Regions from separate parts of the Triticum aestivum genome. Here region 1 is linked to region 2. Evidence: chromatin contacts called from public Hi-C data. All regions are on one chromosome and are shown on one strand. The core of a region is the stretch at or near the end of the contact, and the rest is flanking DNA. Distances in the headings are between cores, read along the strand shown.

What was found. Hi-C and Micro-C count contacts between places; a contact is called where the count stands out from the background.
Region 1: a contact with region 2 is called in a Hi-C map of leaf, with 4 times the contacts expected there. The contact joins the promoter of LOC123085251 here to the promoter of LOC123085246 in region 2. A contact is called at or near these places in 2 of 5 Hi-C or Micro-C datasets (both in leaf).

What each region holds. Positions count from the first base shown.
Region 1 is chr4A:76,897,691-76,902,464 of IWGSC CS RefSeq v2.1, reverse strand. It overlaps LOC123085251 (DNA polymerase I), which reads right to left and starts at 2,442. Exons shown (of 14, transcript XM_044506876.1): 1 at 2,139-2,442; 2 at 1,542-1,773; 3 at 736-815. The coding sequence starts at 2,234. It overlaps LOC123085248 (coatomer subunit gamma-1), which reads right to left. Exons shown (of 18, transcript XM_044506873.1): 17 at 4,312-4,551; 18 at 3,133-3,603. The coding sequence ends at 3,409.
Region 2 is chr4A:76,382,114-76,386,440 of IWGSC CS RefSeq v2.1, reverse strand. LOC123085246 reads right to left here and starts at 1,340. Exons shown (of 8, transcript XM_044506871.1): 1 at 1,007-1,340. The coding sequence starts at 1,105.

The sequences.
Region 1 (4,774 bases), core at 1,193-3,692, 510 kb before region 2:
TGTCAATATAAAGTTTGGTACATGAAGAAGCATGGAGGCAAAAGGTTAATCCATCATTAATGATTGAACAGCGAGAGTACTGAATATTTTCTTCAAAGCCACAGTAAACAACATATTGACACATTCTCTATGGACTGAGAAGGGACTAATACCAACTGAGGATAAACTTTTGTGGTCAATAAACATCACAACTCTGAAATAGGCAGATATGTACAGAATATTGTCTTTTCCCAAAACTCTGACCTATAAGATCCGCCTTAATGGTCAAAGATGCCTACTGAAAAAAACTTGATAAGAAAAACATCCTATTATCTGTCACTATAATTCATTAACTAAACGTCATATGAAGACAAGCATGGTGGAATAAATATTGCACTGACCATCCAGTACAATGTGCCATTGATCAAAAACATACTTAAACTCCAAAATGTTTCTCAACTTTCCTGACCTTCCATATTTTTTTCACTTCCCCCTGGTTCCTACTTGTTGGATTAGTAGTGCCCAGTGGATGGTGAGAAAATTGTTTATAAAGAGAGAAAAATACAACCATGGACCGTATTCACTACACGAATAAAAATACAAATGAAGAAACAGAATTGCCCTAGCAGATTGCGTTTCACACAAACTCTACATGAAACAACCCATAACTGCAAGACCCATCATATACAAATTTGAGTTTATTAATGTTGAGGATGTCATTTCAAAGCTACAAATAATTCATTAAGTCCTACTCACCAGTGACAGAGCTTTGAATATAGTTAAAACCCAATCCCCATTGCCATCAGCATGTTCCAACTGACCATGTTGCAGCTGTGCTACATCGATGGAAAAAGAATAGATGAGGTGTAGATTACAACACTGAAAACGAGCAATGGGAAAGAGTAAATTTCTCAAACAGGTTTAATGTATGACAAACTTAGATATTTAAGAACAAATTTCACAGATTGATCAGACTACTCTGTAGTTTTGTATTACAATTGGTCTCTAAATCTGTACTAAGGACATTGGTTAGGAATTTCTGTTCAAGCATAGCACACAGTTCAACCAGATAGACGGATTAGAAGGTAATGGATGTGCACATTACAGGATAAACAATACAGCAGCTGGACAGCTAAACCATCAGTCTCTGAAAACGATGCACATAGGGTGGGTAATGAAATAGAAAAAATGTCCCATGTCATGTTGTTACGGACTCGAGATTGCATGTGTGGAAGCATGTAATATTTCTTTTCCCAGTGTCTAGGATAACGACAGAATTCTGCTATACTCCAACTATCATATTAAAGTAGACCTAAGTCCAACAATATCATGTCTAAGTTGAGTTCCAACATTTGCTTTGCCAGAACAAGTGCTGACTTCAATACATGTTCCAAGACAACTTACCAAGCATATGAAACGAAATGTCTTGAGGAATGAGGATCACAAAGAGGTGACTGTCACGACATTACGTTTCTAGACATAAACTTACCGTAACAACTAGAAAAAAGGCAAAGCAAAATGACAAGATGTACCAATAGTGAGTGCACGAGGAAAACACTGACCTAATATCTTGTAGTAGGATCTGTACATCACTGAGGTTCCATCAACAAGCATGATTCTACTCTTTGAAGGGTCAGCAGGAGCGACATTCTCACCAGGATTCGTTAATATGGTCGACACACCTGAGGGCAAGCTGTCGTCATATAACGGAATCCGTGGGGCATGATCCACTGATGGTCCTTGAAAACTCTCGATCGAATCAGTGACTGGCAGGACTGACTGCCCCGAGAAACCCTAGTGCGTCAAAGACAAAATAGGACCAGTAATTAATCAATACTCGCAATAGAAAACATTAAGGGTAGGTTATAAACCACATGAATCACTATCATTTTGAATCGAAAAAGGGTTGAGCCGTACAATTTGCAACGCAACTACGCGAAGGTGCTCGGCTGAACAAGAAGAAACTTTATCCAGAGGCAATGTGGTACAGGTAACAATGGAATGTTCGCCGAAGCTTCACCGATTTTATACTAGGGCTAATTAAATGTGGCATTCCCCTATTTTTCTCTCTACAAGCCCTCTCCAACCCCAATCTGCCAAACCGTGCGAGAAGGAGTGCGTCGGGTACCAGAGAAGGGGGGCGCAGAACACGTACGTACCCTTCGGGAGACGGCGAGCGGCAACTGGAGGGGCCGCGCGGCGGCGCGGAAGAGGAGGCGGGGCACCGCGGCGGCGCGGAAGCAGCAGCACGCCATCGACGGACCGGGTGCCCGCAGCGCTCCAGTCGCGGGCGGCGGGGGAAGCCAGTGCCAGCCGGCGGGCCGTGGGCAAGGAGTTTGTAGGCGGTTCCCTTTTGGGGCTGATTCAGCAGCACGACCACGGAAGTTGGGAGAGGAGCAAATGGCGTGGCGGCCGCGAGGACCGTGGGAATAGGCTTGGCTGTGTTGCTCCTAAATTTATCAGATAAAAAGGTAACGAAGTACTTATTTTCACAAATCCATTGTCGTCCAGCCCGGTTAGGATATCTGGCTTTCACCCAGGCGACCCGGGTTCAAATCCCGGCAATTTAAACTTTTTTTACCTGTGGATTTTTTGCTGTCGGGCTCCATAGAGCCTGAAATTTTTAAAAATCTACTTTTTGAGTTCTAAAACAACTAACATAAATGCACAAGTATTTGTAGATGCATACTAGATGTGTGTGAAATTTCATGACGAAATACATTTTGATGTGAGCTGTAAAAAAAATCATGTACTTTCCAGCATAAAAATGTATTTCGCCATGAAACCTTTACAGAGTAATGTACATCCATATGTATGTGTGTTTTATTTCAGAATTTTTTGAACTTGTTTTTTGATGTTTCCAAAGTAAAGGCTCCATGGAGCTCGTGCTCCATTAGCAATTTCCACACAAGCATGCATGGCATTTGTGTATACTCCCTCCGTTCCTAAATATATACAAGTCTTTCTACAGAATTCAATATGGACTACATACGGATGTATATAGACGTAGTTTAGAGTGTAGATTTATTCATTTTGCTCCGTATGTAGTCTATGAATAGTCTATGAATATCTAAAAGACTTGTATTTAGAAACAGAGGGAAATAGTGAGAGATTCGACTAGCAGATTAGCCCACACATTTTACAGCAGCAAGATTGCATATCAATACACCATAACATATTTCATTTGAGACAAAACATGCTCAGAAATTAACTGTGCAGTGAACGGCTGAACGCAAGGGGTACAAGATACACTTCTCACTTCTGAGCAGCAGTACGCAGGAAGCCAAGAGCATTCTGTAAATACCGAACATCAACAGGTACAGTACAATTTTCAAACAAAATTGAAAACTATTTTCTTTCTGACATGATACTGAAGACTATTTACCGGCTCTACACAGGTTTTGGCAGGGGCAGAGGCCACCATCCGTTTTACCCACTGGCAACAATCTCATGGATCTTGTCGCTGACTTCGGGGTCATCTGACCTTACCGCCAGCTTCATCGCCACTTCCTTGGGCCCGCTTAGTCCGAATGATAACCTGACAAGAACCTTGACGCCCCCTATATACACTCCAGAAAGCAGGCAAACATGCGATCTTGCATTGCTTGGTACAACCTCAGTGCCCTGCAAACATGAGTAACCATTGTTGTCAACTTTCAGTTTTTCAGAAGTTTTCGGGGTGTTTAGTTCACAACCCAAGATGAACCTACAAAGAAGTTTGGCCAATCTGTTATGCGCAAAAAAAAAAAAGTTTGGCCAATCTGAATAATGGTGCCTGCCAATGATTTGGCCAATGTTGGGAAGGAAATAAACTAGAGCGGGCAAAGGGGTGTGGGCATGCCAAAACATTAGCAACCATACAAAAAGATCAATTTTTTCGCATAACCAAAAAGATTAGTACGGCAGATTTTGGTCGTGAACAAAACATTATAGATTCCAATGTACTCCCCCCATTCCCGAATACAAGTCTTTTTAGAGATTTCAACAAGGGACTACATACGGAGCAAAATGAGTGAATCTACACTCTAAAATATGTCTATATGCATCCGTATGTTGTAGTCCATTTGAAACCTCTAAAAATACAAGTTCAATTGAATGTCGCATGCCACTGCCAAGTATGTCGATTAGTCAATTATTTTGTCCCGTCCCATCCCATAATGGTGGAAGAACAGGAACAGCAACATAAATGTAGAACGCATAAGGCACCACACAATGTATGTAAATTCTTGGGTTCAGTTGTGGTGATGCTCGAAGAAACAGCTAAGGATGAATAGGAAAACAGGCAAGTTATTTGACCAATATTAGTTAAACTTTAAAGAACTGGAAGCTCACCTCACACGGTTGCATGCCAAGGATACTAGTGACAGCACTCACAGCCTCAGCCAAGCTCTCTCTAGCCCCGAGTCCATACTCATCCACACGCTCACTTTCTGGGTCCATATTCTCCCAGGCATTCCTAAAGTTAGAAACTGCGACCCTCAGCATATAATCAGCTGAAACAATTTCAAGGTCTTCTAGCTGGTATTCATCCTCCACACCATCTTCATCAGCTTCCCCTGAAGATGTGTCAACCTGACAACAATAAACAACGTGTCAACCTGACAACAATAAACAACATTAACTCAAAGAACAACAAAATAGTGCAACTTGGTTGAGGTTAAATTTCATTGATGTCAATACTTCATTATGGACTTATAACACTTGTAGGTTGCAAGTCCAGACCACTTTATAATATAATAATTCCGTATTTATTTTAAAAATATTTTATTGAGATTGGTAACTAACCCGAGTCCCC
Region 2 (4,327 bases), core at 91-2,590:
GGAGAGTTGTAACGGAAAATCGAAGGTCATTGTAGAAACGTAAACAAATTTAAAACAATAAATGACATGGCATATTAATATTCCACGACAGAGATACAAAACAAAGCACACTTATTTATTCTACCTGTATCACCATTTGATATCCAATCTAAATTCCACTTGCTGTGCTTGCTAGCTTATCATCCTACTACTATCATCGAAGGAAGTGAAAGATGTAAAGTATGAAGACTTGGGATCGGAGAGTGAGGTGCATGATTAGTTGATATGAACTCAGTCTCATCACAACTCGATGAAAATTTCAAGAAATATATATCCTGTTTTGAGCCAATAGTTTACATCTCAAGTGTTCTGACAGAATTTTGTTTTCCCAACTCAATCGAGCATTATGACATGCCAGAATTATTGCTTTACATCCTTCTCGAATCAGGAAGAATTCGAAACCAGTTCTAAATCAAGTGTCTCAAGCCTTTGCGAGACGACTCCATGACTGACCACTCCAATTCAACCCATACCAAACCAAACTCATAATGACAAGTATCAATAAGGCCCAATCCTGTTTTCCTATTTAAACATACCAAACCAAATGTGCAACTCCAAGGGTTAGAGTCCCTAAGAGCAATGCACCAACTCAAAGTCAATGCAATCTGGCTACCCACAGAGTAACTAGTACTAGTACATATATGCTCGTCAGGGGCACATGGGAAATCCTGTTGAATCTAAGAACCATAATTCACTGGGAACATAAATATCCAATCCAAGCAAGCTAAGCTTAGTAGGGAGGGCCCAAGGGGGGCGAATCCTTTTTGATATCACCAACTAAAACGCCTCGGTTTCCCCGACACGGTGCCTTTTATGTGAATTACACACCGAACCCGAGCCAATCCAAGGCAGACGCGGGGCAGCCAGCTCAGTCACAGATTCGCAGGGACGCCACCGCCGAACCCCAATTCTCACATCTCAAATGAAACCCCGGCACAGTACGGAATCGACGCCCACGCCGCGTTACCTTCTGGAGGCGATCGAACGTGATCTCGTCCCGCCGCCGCGACCAGATCCCCGATCCCGAGGCCGAAGCCACGGCCGTCTCCGCCGCGACCCCCGCCATCAAGTCCCCCCGCGGCCCTCAACACGCAACGACGTCTCCGCGCCCGATCTACCGCCGCCGACGCCGGCGGCGACACCTGCGGCCGGAGAGCGAGGGGGCGGGGCGCGTGGCCGGAGCTGGGTCCGGGGCTGGGGCGGATCGGCCGCGGTGGTCGCGCCACCGGGGTTTTTGCTGGCGAGAGGGCGAGATGGGGGGGAGGTGGGGAATGATGAGGTGAGGTGAGGCGGGGCGGGGGGTGGGGTGGGGTAAAAGGAAGAAGATGAGGAGGAAGAGGGGGGAGGGAACGCGACGGCGTCGTACGTTTTTTAACCGCCACGGTTAGGCTAGGCCGCGCGGTTCGATTGTTCAGGCGTTCTACTGGTTTTTTAACCGCCACGGTCCGTTCTACTGGTTTCGGGATTTTAGACGGGCTGGTTAAAACAGCCGCCGTGGTTTACCATTGTTCAGGCGTTCGAAATCTGGTGTGGTGCGACGTGTTTTTATCTTTGGGTCCTCGTGGAACACCGAATTCCCGTTTCACAGTCGATGGGTGTCACATGGTGTGTCATCATAAGTTCATAATGACTAAACTTGTAAATGTGAGCGTGTCATCCCCCATTCAGCTAGTGTCGATTCATACACTAGAACAACGTGGAAAACTCCCAGACAACATGGAAATAGTTTACATCCTTTTAGAACTTAGCATCAAACTATATAGATGTTCAAAGGAAATAAATCAAATCTTATAAGCTTGATATATAAGATACAATACAAATAGCCAAATATTTATTATATGTGACTAACTGACTATAATTAATAGAATAGTACCACGTGAATCTTAAGGGCATTTTCAGATTGTTTGGTCTCTCCAAGGAAAATAATGGCACGCATGTGCCTAGAAAAGGTGATTACAAAGTTTTGGTTTATGAGTTTAGCAGTAGATCCCATCTTGAAGGCAAACAATGAATGTATAAAATGGAGACAACATAAACACTTGTGTCATTTTATTTTCACAATACAAAGGTTTATTTTCTCAAGACAGCCAGTGGATCACATCTTAGATTGTTGTGCGGGATGTTAGGGCTTTCTATTTAACACGGGAATAAGAAAAATGATAGGAATGTCATGTGCGATAAATTCCTAAAAGATATTAAAACACATCAACTTGATAACCGTAATTTGGATAGTTCATAACATAAAGCTTTGGAGGAATGTCGCTCATGTTGATTTTGTCCCCCATGAAACTAGGGTCCTATGATTGACAACTTCAGTCCTATGATTCAAAGGGGCAAAATCATAAGGACAAAATTTTCCAAAGAAAATATGAATCGTGAAATCCAAAGAAGTCATTGGTAAATAAAAAGGAAGAAATGATATATGGATAAATTACATCCCTACATATCAACTTGCATAGCGCCAAAGCCATTCTAATGTTATCATGTGGTATAAAATGTGTTTCAATCATTGTGAGTCACCAAAAGATGTTTTTTAGTAAAATGTTGTGTTATATGTGTGAAGTTCACATGAAACGGATACGGCTTTGAAGGAAAGGGGGGTTGGATTTTGATAAAATATAGAGATGTTGTGTTTATTTATTATTATTCATGTATTATCGTTTTTGCTAGGATCGCTTCCAAAGAATGATTTCCTTCACTGAAAACACATTGACTCCATTGTAGTCAACTTATACGGGATGAAAATCATTGTATGTAGTATTTGGAGGCATGTGATTCGCTATCTATCTTGCGAGAATTGCATTACGTCTATTTTTTCAACAAACATGTAATTTTGTAAGCAACTGATATGTAATCTCACCAACTAAAACACCAACATGGACCAATGTTTTTTTTGCGAGTGATGGATCGATGATTTTTTAGAACCGCCTTCATGGCACTTTAATAAATAGGGGACACATATCTAATTATACAACATCAATCAGATAGCCAGGAATTGCATCAAAATCAACAAAATGATTAGGTAAACTAAGTGCTTCCTTCAGACACAAGTGAGTCGGAACATTTGCACTTCTCCTCACGAATAGAACTGTGAGTCCCTATAAGCTTGTGAAATAGAGTTTATAAGCTTGTGAAATAGAGTTTCATCTCACGAATCAGTAGTGATCAGATGGATCGGTCATCTTCAGCATGCCATTAGGGCAGACATCATCTCGTAGGCAGTCTCTAGCACTACTATTGACATTAACATCGCATCCTGGCCTACCATTAGTTCCACTGTAAGCGATGAGGGTGTCTTCATGTTTAGCACATCAGCCCTAAAAAAATCCATGTGTGATCACACGCCGCAACACCACCGCCTCCTGATCTCCTCCCCGAGCAAATTGGTCCATCTGAATTAATCATAATACACCCCTCCTCTAGTGGTTTCCACCTTTGCGTTACCTGTGGATGGGACACCGAATCTAACACTGGTAGATCTAGCGACTTGATAAGCTCATCAATGATCTCCATGGAACTTGTGCGGTTGGTGTATTAGATCCTTCTAAAATTACTTGTTTCAACTTGTCTAGATTGTCCACATCACTAACACTGTGATGGTTCTCTCGTCCTTGCTAATAAAAAGTGGATCAAGCATATCTCGGGATCAAGTCAGCGGGTGTAGTTTTGGAAGTTTCAAACCAAATAAAATCATCTATTAATTCCTAGAATCTAACCGCACGATTGCACGTGACCATCTCATTAAATTCATTCCCGCACATACGACAAACACCATCCTTTTCTCACATGTCACTTCTTCAGCTCCCCATGTGAAGGTAACACGTTCTTGATTACCCTTCGCCAAAATACATGGATTTTTGCTTGAACTAGTAATCTCTAGAAATGTTTTCAAGTCTCCCGGCCACCGGACGAGCTAGACGGCTCACTGCGCTTACTTGCTTCTTTTTACATTGTCACATGTTATGTCGACCTCGTTGAAAAGAGGCATGATTTCTCCCACACCCAGAAATCTCATATTCCCCTTCTCGACTTTGGCATACTAAGTGTAGCATCTGCATCAGAAGGAATGAAGAGTCGAAGAGTCTCAGAACTAACTCCACATTCCATTGGCTAGTATCCTTGAATATCATGTCTGACACCAAGTAGACATAATCATCAGCTAGGCGGCACACGGGCCACATGGTTACAGACCCTGGTATATCATGTCATATTTATGTAGTTATTGTTGGGGAACGTAGCATGCAATTTCAAAAAAATTCCTACGATCACGCAAGATCTATCTAGGAGA